2 separate regions of the Sus scrofa genome follow, and region 2 is linked to region 1. The links are chromatin contacts, called in public Hi-C maps. All regions are on one chromosome and are shown on one strand. Each heading gives the region's core, a stretch centred on a gene start, on an enhancer-like site or on the middle of the called end of the contact. The rest is flanking DNA. Distances are from core to core; before and after follow the strand shown.

Region 1 (4,291 bases), core at 1,123-3,622:
AGGACTATGAAAGTTATTTTTATTGGAAATAACATCCAAAATCATTTCAAGCCAAAATTGCATCATAGAGTTTTTGCAATTACCAAATCAGAAAAAATATATTATGTTCTAAACCATGCAAAGCCAATGTAACATTTATTGTTTCTATTATTTTTCTCATCAGGATGGAGGTAAGTATCTCTATTTTCTTGTGGAAAGATTATTAGGGTTTAATTTCCAAATTGGAAAAGTAGACTTTTACTGAGGTGTCTAGCTCTGAGCTGAGCAAACTATAGTCCTTATTGTCTTCTAAATTCCATCATCTTTAATGCATTTAACACATTCTTTTTTGGGAAGTTATCATATGCCAAACACTGAGTGAAGCACAATTAGACAATGTGAATAAAGCAGGCAAATTCCTGCCTTAATGGAGTTAAATATTTAGAGGGTAGAAAGAGGTTAAGTATATAAGATCACAATTATTTATAAATGTCTTAAGTTATGTCAAGAAAGATAATAAGGTATTATAAATTATTAATAGGGAAAATTTATAGTGAATAAGAACTTTCAGTTAGTTATTATACTGCAATAGAAACAATAATATAATAACATATTATTATTTAGTCAAATGTTCTGCTGCAGTGGGTACACTACCACATAACATAGAGTTTTTAATTATGTAGATATTACTAGGTAGAGCTCTTACCTATTTCAATAATATTTAATATATGTATTTTTCATTTCTCATTAATTATTTTAAGTTATTCACTCTGTGTAATTTTAATGCATGTATGAAAGTTTTATGATATAATGGTACTTAACATTAATATTGTCAAATATGCATTTTATGAATAAGAAAACCACAATTTGCAACCATACTAATCCATGACAAAAGAGTAAGTATCAAAAAATTGTAACAAATATCAGTTATGAGTACACACATTTTTGTGTACTTTTCTTCCCAAAATTTTGGCTGGATTTGTGAAAGTTAATACCACTGTAAATCAATGCATTCATAGATGAGCTATTATATGTACGTGTATATAAATAAATCTCTCTTTTCTTGAGGCCTTCCCACACACATCTGTTTCTTTCCGCAGATATTCTTTAAAATGATAAATGATTTAAGTTGCATGTCGATCAGAATAAAATCCAGTGAGAGCTCACATATGTGTAATTTCTATCTGTAATGATTTTGATTAAGACATTTGTGTAAAGACTAAAAGAGCAACAAATAGAATGGAAGGTCTGATCAAAATATACTTGGTAAAGTAAAAATTAGAAATAACTTCGTCTCCAAAAAGTGACTAAAACCTGCAGGAGACAGAAGATATCCTTCTTAACTCCTGGACACTGACACGTGGATCCATTTTCTTCTCTGTGGGTGGTGATTGCTATAGCCGCTTTAAGAATCCCAAACTCTTCATGGTTTATATGAACACAGATGATGCATGTAAGCACGGACTTCACATCCTAGCCCAAAGACAATTTCTCTATTAATAATATTGATATCCAACAGAAATCTTAAAGCATGTTGTTATCTGATATAAAATAAATTGATGCCCAAACCCTGAGTAGACAGGTTTGGTTGGTGTCAAATGACAATGAATGGTTACAGCTGTATGAAGTCATAACCAACTGGTTTCATAGCCTTCTGTTTGAAAAGGTGCCCAATCCATTTTATACTAATCAAAGTGGTTATAAACTTTGCACTTATTTGGCTCAACATTTCAACATATAAAAATCCTTTCCAAACACTGACACAATGAATAACTATTTAAAAGTTTTCTCTCCTTTCCAAACACTTATACAATGAGTAACTATTTAAAAGTACAAAAAATTACTTTTAATGCATTTTCAAGTTTCTCCTATCATTCTTTCTTTCTTTTAGGCTTTTTGCTTGCTGAGTTCTTCCTGGTATTGATAGAGAAAGATGTGAACTCTGTATAATAAAAGAGCACTATCTGATGTGGCAAAGTGTGGCTATTTAAATGTAGGAACATACAATAAAACTTAAAAATCAGTTTCTCAGTTGCACCAGCCATATTTCAAGTGCTTAAAAGCTATGTTAAAACATTTCCATCATCATAAAAAGCTTTACAGGATTCTGCTGTTCTAAAAGGCTAAATATAAAATAGAGAAATATATAATAAAAACATATTCTCTCCTACTTATAGCCCCAAATCCAGCTTGAGTGACATTCCATTCTTGGAAGTGCTCTGAACTAATCTTGCCACTCCATTCTCAGAGTTGAGCTCATTCTAGAACAGAACTCCAGAAGTGGCTTCCAAAAATAAAGTGACCTCCATCCAGCCAAGGGGATCCTCTAGGTTTTCAGAAGTTTTTAAACTGTTGCAAATCTTGCAACACCTTATTGCCTTCCTCAGTGGCCACGTCATGCTGCAAAGGTTGTGAAATTGTAGGCAGTGACTCAAGTGGCCTAGGCCAGTGGGGGATTAGAGAATGACGATGGGAGTCTTAAGCTTAGAAGCAATCTTTCTATTGCTTTTCACCATTCCACTGTTGAATTGCTAAAAACGGTCTTCAAAAAGACCCATCTCACTTATAAATATTGCAGGGAAATCAATCTATTTGAAGATTTCATTTTTTTGTTTTTTTTCTTTTTTATGGCTGCCCCTACGGCATTTGGAAATTCCCAGGCTAGCAGTTGAATCAGAGCTACAGCTGCAGGTCTATGACACAGCCACAGCAACACTGGATCAGAGCCACTTCTGCGACTTATGCCACAGCTTGAGGGAGCGCCAGATTCTTAACCCACTGAGCGAGGTCAGGGATTGAACCCACATCCTCATGGAGACTGTTTTGGGTTCTTAACCTGCTGAGTCACAATGGGAACTCCAGAAGCTTTCATTTCTTACTTTTTACAGTCATAATGCAAAACATCAAGTGTGACTTTAAAAGGTTTCTGTCATTGCTCTGCTATGCCATTACCTCAGGTCTTGTTCCTAACTCATAGTAAGTGAAAATAAAGGAAATCTTTGAAGGGGGAGCTCTCTTGCATGTCACTAATAGCAGCTTACAGACTCCAGCAAGAAGTTCCTTTTGACTCAGCAACAACAAGCTGCCCACTACCTGCAGCCAATGAAGAACCATCATAGCCTTCCCCAATTTCCTACTTACACTTAATAAAAGTTGACTTTTTGGTCATTTCCTTGGACTTGCCAATTGTGCGCCATGGTTTGCATGTCCTGAGTTGTAGTTCCTCTGCCTTTCCCAAATAAACTCATTTTGCTGGTAAAAATAACTGGCTCTTTTGTTTTTTAACATCAGCATTACCTGGCAACCACAAAGGGACTTAAAGGAGATAAACCCATAACAGAACTAACAACCCCTGGGACTGTGCAAGGTACCTACTTGAACCCCTTGTGTTCTCTCTCTGCTTGTGTGTTCGTTTTTCTTATCTGTTCTGTAACTGTACTCTCAGATCTCAGCTCTCACCTTTTGGCTGAGTTCTTTGACTTGATTCAGGATTTTTTGTGTGTGTGTTTATGAAGTTGTCATGCTTCCAGGTGAATACCTTTCTCTTTTCTGAACTTCTGGTTTTGGGTAATGGGCTCCCACCCAGTTAAATTCCCTTAGGAGTGTCCTCCCTCTGGAAAACTTGGCAATTTTGTGTTTAAAAACTATGGTCCTTCCTAAGTGCAATTTTAACTAATTGGGCCAACTAAATCAAAAATAATTTAGAACACCAGTGGCCATAATAGAGAACTTTCAATCTCCCCAAACTTCCTTTTCTTAGATCCAAAATAGAAAGTCATGACTCTCAAATAAAGCAAACTGAAAGGGATGCATATTTCAATTGTGTCTTGTGGATTTCAAACATATTCAGGATTCTAAAACTGCTTCTTTACAAAATACTATTTCCAGATTAAGTTGGGCAATCAAAAAACTGAAAGATGACAAAAACATTTTGAGGCTTCTTCCTCCCCATCCCACCCTCTTTGTCTCTTTCCCACCTTCTTTATACATGCTGGTTCCTCATTCTGATTCTCTCACTGACAACCCCCCTCTTTTGACCCTCTCCCCAGTCCCCTTTCCTCTGAACCCATTAGAACCTGACCTTTTGAAATCAAACCCTCTGGGGATCCTGATGCCTAGCCCTTATCTGACTTTCCCTGTGGATCACATCATAGCTACTCAGCATTGTCTCTGCAGTGGCACTGGTTTGATCTGTTCCCCGGCCTAGCCCTTAATTTACTTTGTCCTCTGGACTAAGGCTGAACTAAAAGCCATAGTCAAAAATATTTTCCTTGAGTTACTGAAGATAGTCAAAGATTTTCCAAGGAATTTA
Region 2 (4,291 bases), core at 853-3,352, 580 kb before region 1:
GCTAACCTACTGTTATTGTGAATTTTCCATAACCAAAGTTATATAGATTATCTTTTCTCCTACTCTGCAACCCTAGGGGTACATTAAGTTCTCCCTAAAAATGTTCAAAAGTATAAAGATAAATGCTAATCATCTCTGATATTAACTGTACCCTATAATTTATTGTAATCTAAGTAATAAAAACCTTTAAGAAAAATTCTGGTTATTTTCAAAGAGTATACTTATGACATGTAACCTTTTATCCTTTAGGTAAATATTAATTTTTAATTTCCAGTTACAGGGTGGCCAAACATATTGGTTTGTCTAGAGCTGAGGTGTTTCCAGGGACAGGACACATAAAATGTTAACCCCAGAAGGTCCTGGGCAAACCAAGGCATCACTGACTACAAACGTTACTTATTAGTTGTTACGAACAATCACTCAAAATATAACATTTGATTAACAAATAGAAAAGAGTTAATAGAAAGGCAAGCAAATGGAGGATAATTCCATATTAAAATGTGAATTTTAGTTCTGAATAATTAAATATATCCAATATATGTCATTAATACAGTGCTCACATCTGCTCATTTTTATAAAGGCCGCCATAAAAGCAAGTCAAGTATTATAAAATTCTGGTTTTTAGAAGTTCTAATTAAATAAGTTCTATTAGGAAAATACAGAGCTTGCTATCAAGATGGTTAATAATAATTAATGTCACTATTAACATTAAACTTTTTCAATTAAGTTAATAGAAGCCTAACCAAAGTACCGCCATGCACAGCAATCACACATTTCATTATACTTGCCTTCTTCTAGGGTTTTGGCAAATTTAATTTCACTGTCTGCTCCTTGAAATTCATTGAAAAAAGGACGAGCCTTAATTTCATAGTTAACTCCTTTTTTGAGATCAGGGATAACCACGCTGTTTTTGGTTGGAGTCCTCACTTCAAAAACTAACCACTCCGCTTCCCCATGGGTGACTCCAGAAGGGCGATAAAGAATTTTGTATCCTTGAATATACTGAGACTGTTGGTCCACCTATGAAAATGACACAGATAAATGCAATCATACATGTCTATTTTTATTGACTTGTTAGAAAATTCTGAAAACTCAATGTGATACAATGCAAAAAATTCGATCTGGCTTCCTCCCAGTTTTCTACTTTATAGAAAGTAGAATACTAAAAACGAATTGCTAACTTTGTAATGTGTCTACTTTTTTTGGCTTAATATACAATATTCAATATTCATTTCTTTGCTTTATGCAGAAATGTGAGGCATGGCGGCAGTTCTGTGACAGACATCTAGAAAGAAGTGAGGGTGTCAAGGGGATGAGGAAATAAAGTGTGTTTTTCCATTTTCTAATTTTAAAAGACTACTTAGTGTTATTTAGAAATATTTCTACATTTAAAAGTTCATATGTTGATGACCCTATCACAAGTTGTATATTCATAATACTGTGTTTCCTCTGAGACCAGTAAAGTTTATTACTGAAGCACAGTATAAAAATACACAAGATGAAAATTTTCTGTTTCAAGGCACCTCACAGACACCATAAAAAACAATGCTTACATTACAAAGTTACCATTGGTGGAAAAGTAGGCAACAGGCATATGTAACTTTACTATCTGTTGCCTATATATATATTTCACATAGTGATCTCCCCAAAGTCATTAAAATGAGGTCAAATATTACAACCCCGACAACAACGACTCACGGTCCAGTGCACTTCAATTGAAGAGGAAGAAAGGATGGTGGGGTTGTGGAGGTGCAGTACAACATTTCCCAGTTCTCGCTGGACCTGCTTGTGATCTACCCCCTGACTGGTTGGGGGAACATCTGCAACAATACGAGAAGCCCGTGTCACATCCTAGACAATGTTACTGACTTGAATGAAAACGTGGTGAATCAATCCTTTCATTCATAGAAAAATATCAGAAAAGAAGGATCATTCCAACTGTGAAGCCAACCTGTGATACAGAATAAAATAGGGACAACCTAACCTTTTCACTAGGACGAGGAAGATAGAACATACAGAGAAAGATAGTAAGCAGAGGGCACACAGAAAGCAAAAAAAGAGCAGAGGCATAGATGATGATGGCAGACAGCAGCCTTTGAGGGCTCCTCCTATCACGTGATGATCGATTTCTTGCCAAGGATGAGGAGCCCAGTGCAATCCCCTGTGAGTCTGTTACATCACCTTCTGGAGTGAACCCAACTATTCAGGGAAGGAAAGAGCCAGAATCTGCAGCACAGTAGACGAGTAATTAAACAGAATGAAAACACATAAGTGAAAAGCAAGCACAAAAAGAAATCAGACACCTCTCATCTCATAAGATGAAACTGGATATCTTCCCAAATAAAATACATGATAGGTTAGTCGTTATGATGGAGAATAACAGAATAGGTTAGAATAGAACAGAACAAAATAAATCTGACAAGAAAAGAGTACTTAACGTCTATTTACTGATGGTTTGGTTTAGTCTATTGTATCACTGCAAAAAAAAAAAAAAAAAAAAAAGTTCAGTAAAGAGTTCTAAATCTCAAGAACAAAAAAATTTTTAGAAAGGAGACCAAGAACCTAGTAAGAATTAAAGTGCTACTTGTGCTCATTGCCATGAGCTTGTTGCATTTTTTTTTTCAAACAAGGAGGGGTTTTGTTAAACTTACTAATAAATCTGTACTTGATATAAAAACACCCATCTCTAAAGATTTTCTACATACAGATGCTTTGTTTACAATAGTAAAAGGGAACACAGAATGAACAAGAGAAGAAAATTTTTTTTTAATATATTCAGAATTCTCCTTCTCATAGTACTTTATCTTGGTACATATATCCTGGATTACTTTTCATCCCATAAGACACAGAAGAGAGAATTTTGGATTTCTGAACAATTCAATACCTTCAAATAACAGAGTTTGGATGGAAAAACAAAAACATGAATATTAAAAATGAGGTCAGTAAGTATCTTTGATGGAGTCCATGGAAGGCAAGCAAATGAAGGAGATGAGAGACCAAGAGTGCTACTCAAGATTCTAAGATGTAATAACTTTGACTGTATATACTGAGCCTATAAAATAAACTTGTAAACAAACAAAATGAGAAAAACCTGGATAGTTTTGGCTTCTTGTAATTTATCGTAGGTTAGGAGTAGCTTTGGCTAATATTAGCCCTCAGGCTACCTATTGTCACAACCTGTTGACTGTCACCTTTCTATCTCAGGACTATTTCCTTCCCTGTTGGTCTCCATTGCTCCATTGCTCTAACTCCAGCCATCATCCATCTCTGAAGTCCTTGGATTAAGACAGACTTGGCAACTCCCCAACTCAGCAACTTGACAGCCATGTAACATTAGGAAGATTTCTTCTTTTTTTTTTTTTCTTTAGGGCCACACCCATGGCATTTGGAAGTCCCCAGGCTAGGGGTCAATCAGAGCTGTAGCCAGCCTACGCCACAGCCACAGCCACACAGGATCTGAGCTGCATCTGTGATCTATACCACAGCTCACTGAAATGCTGGAATCAACCCACTGAGCGAGGCCAGGGATCAAATCTGCGTCCTCATGGATACTAGTCAGATTTGTTTCCATTGAGCCATGATGGGAACTCCCATGGGAAGATTTCTTAACCTCCCATTTTTCTGTTTCCTCATCTGTCAAATGGCAACATTGATGGAAGCTACTTCTAAAGGTTCTTGTGAGAACTGCATTTTGTAACGGATGCAAAGTCCTTTTCTTGAAGGTAGGGATTGGGTCAATTTTTGTGAACCTAGAACACCCAGCACAGTGCCAAACATGCAGAAGGTGTTAGTGGAGTTAAAGTGAATTACTGTATAGAAAACACACATATGTTAGCTTCCAAGTATGTTCTCTCATTTGTAAGCTTCCATCCTCCGGGAAACTGCCTTTTAGGAAATGTCTTCAAACATGTAAGTAACTATTTTAAAAGGCAGCTACTAAAATCTGCATTTGCAATCTCTAATTTCTCTGGGAGAGGTAAGCTTGCCGGTTAATCCTTTCATGAAAATGACTAGGTTCTCTTGCCCAGTATAACCATTTTGGCAATAGAATCTTATTGCAGAAAATTTCCCACTGGAGAGAAAAACGGAAAGTAATGTCTAATAATGTAATATTGAGACTTGCAGTAAATGGGTCCCTTATTGTTCTTGTTTTCCTTCTCCTCCTAAAACAGCTGCATTATAATGTAAAAGGTCTTCCTGACATTCAGCATTAAACGTGGAGGAACTGTCATAGAAGATTCTGTCCTACTGTCTCCCCAGTATTAGAGCTCCCTATATACAATCTCTGAGG

What was found. Hi-C and Micro-C count contacts between places; a contact is called where the count stands out from the background.
Region 2: a Hi-C map of embryonic fibroblasts shows a contact between it and region 1, with 1.7 times the contacts expected there. The contact joins two enhancer-like sites. A contact is called at or near these places in 3 of 47 Hi-C or Micro-C datasets (adipocytes and embryonic fibroblasts).

Annotation. Positions count from the first base shown.
Region 1 is chr13:175,833,837-175,838,127 of Sscrofa11.1, reverse strand. All of the region lies in intron 2 of ROBO1 (roundabout homolog 1), which reads right to left. Among named protein-coding and RNA genes, the nearest start is that of ROBO1, 490 kb to the right of the region's middle. Within about 2 kb of position 2,372, at least 7 of the 83 cell types and tissues checked have an H3K27ac peak or open chromatin away from gene starts, as enhancers often do.
Region 2 is chr13:176,411,957-176,416,247 of Sscrofa11.1, reverse strand. ROBO1 (roundabout homolog 1) reads right to left here. Exons shown (of 31, transcript XM_021071380.1): 15 at 1,699-1,820; 16 at 789-1,020. Among named protein-coding and RNA genes, the nearest start is that of ROBO1, 1.1 Mb to the right of the region's middle. Within about 2 kb of position 2,102, at least 1 of the 83 cell types and tissues checked has an H3K27ac peak or open chromatin away from gene starts, as enhancers often do.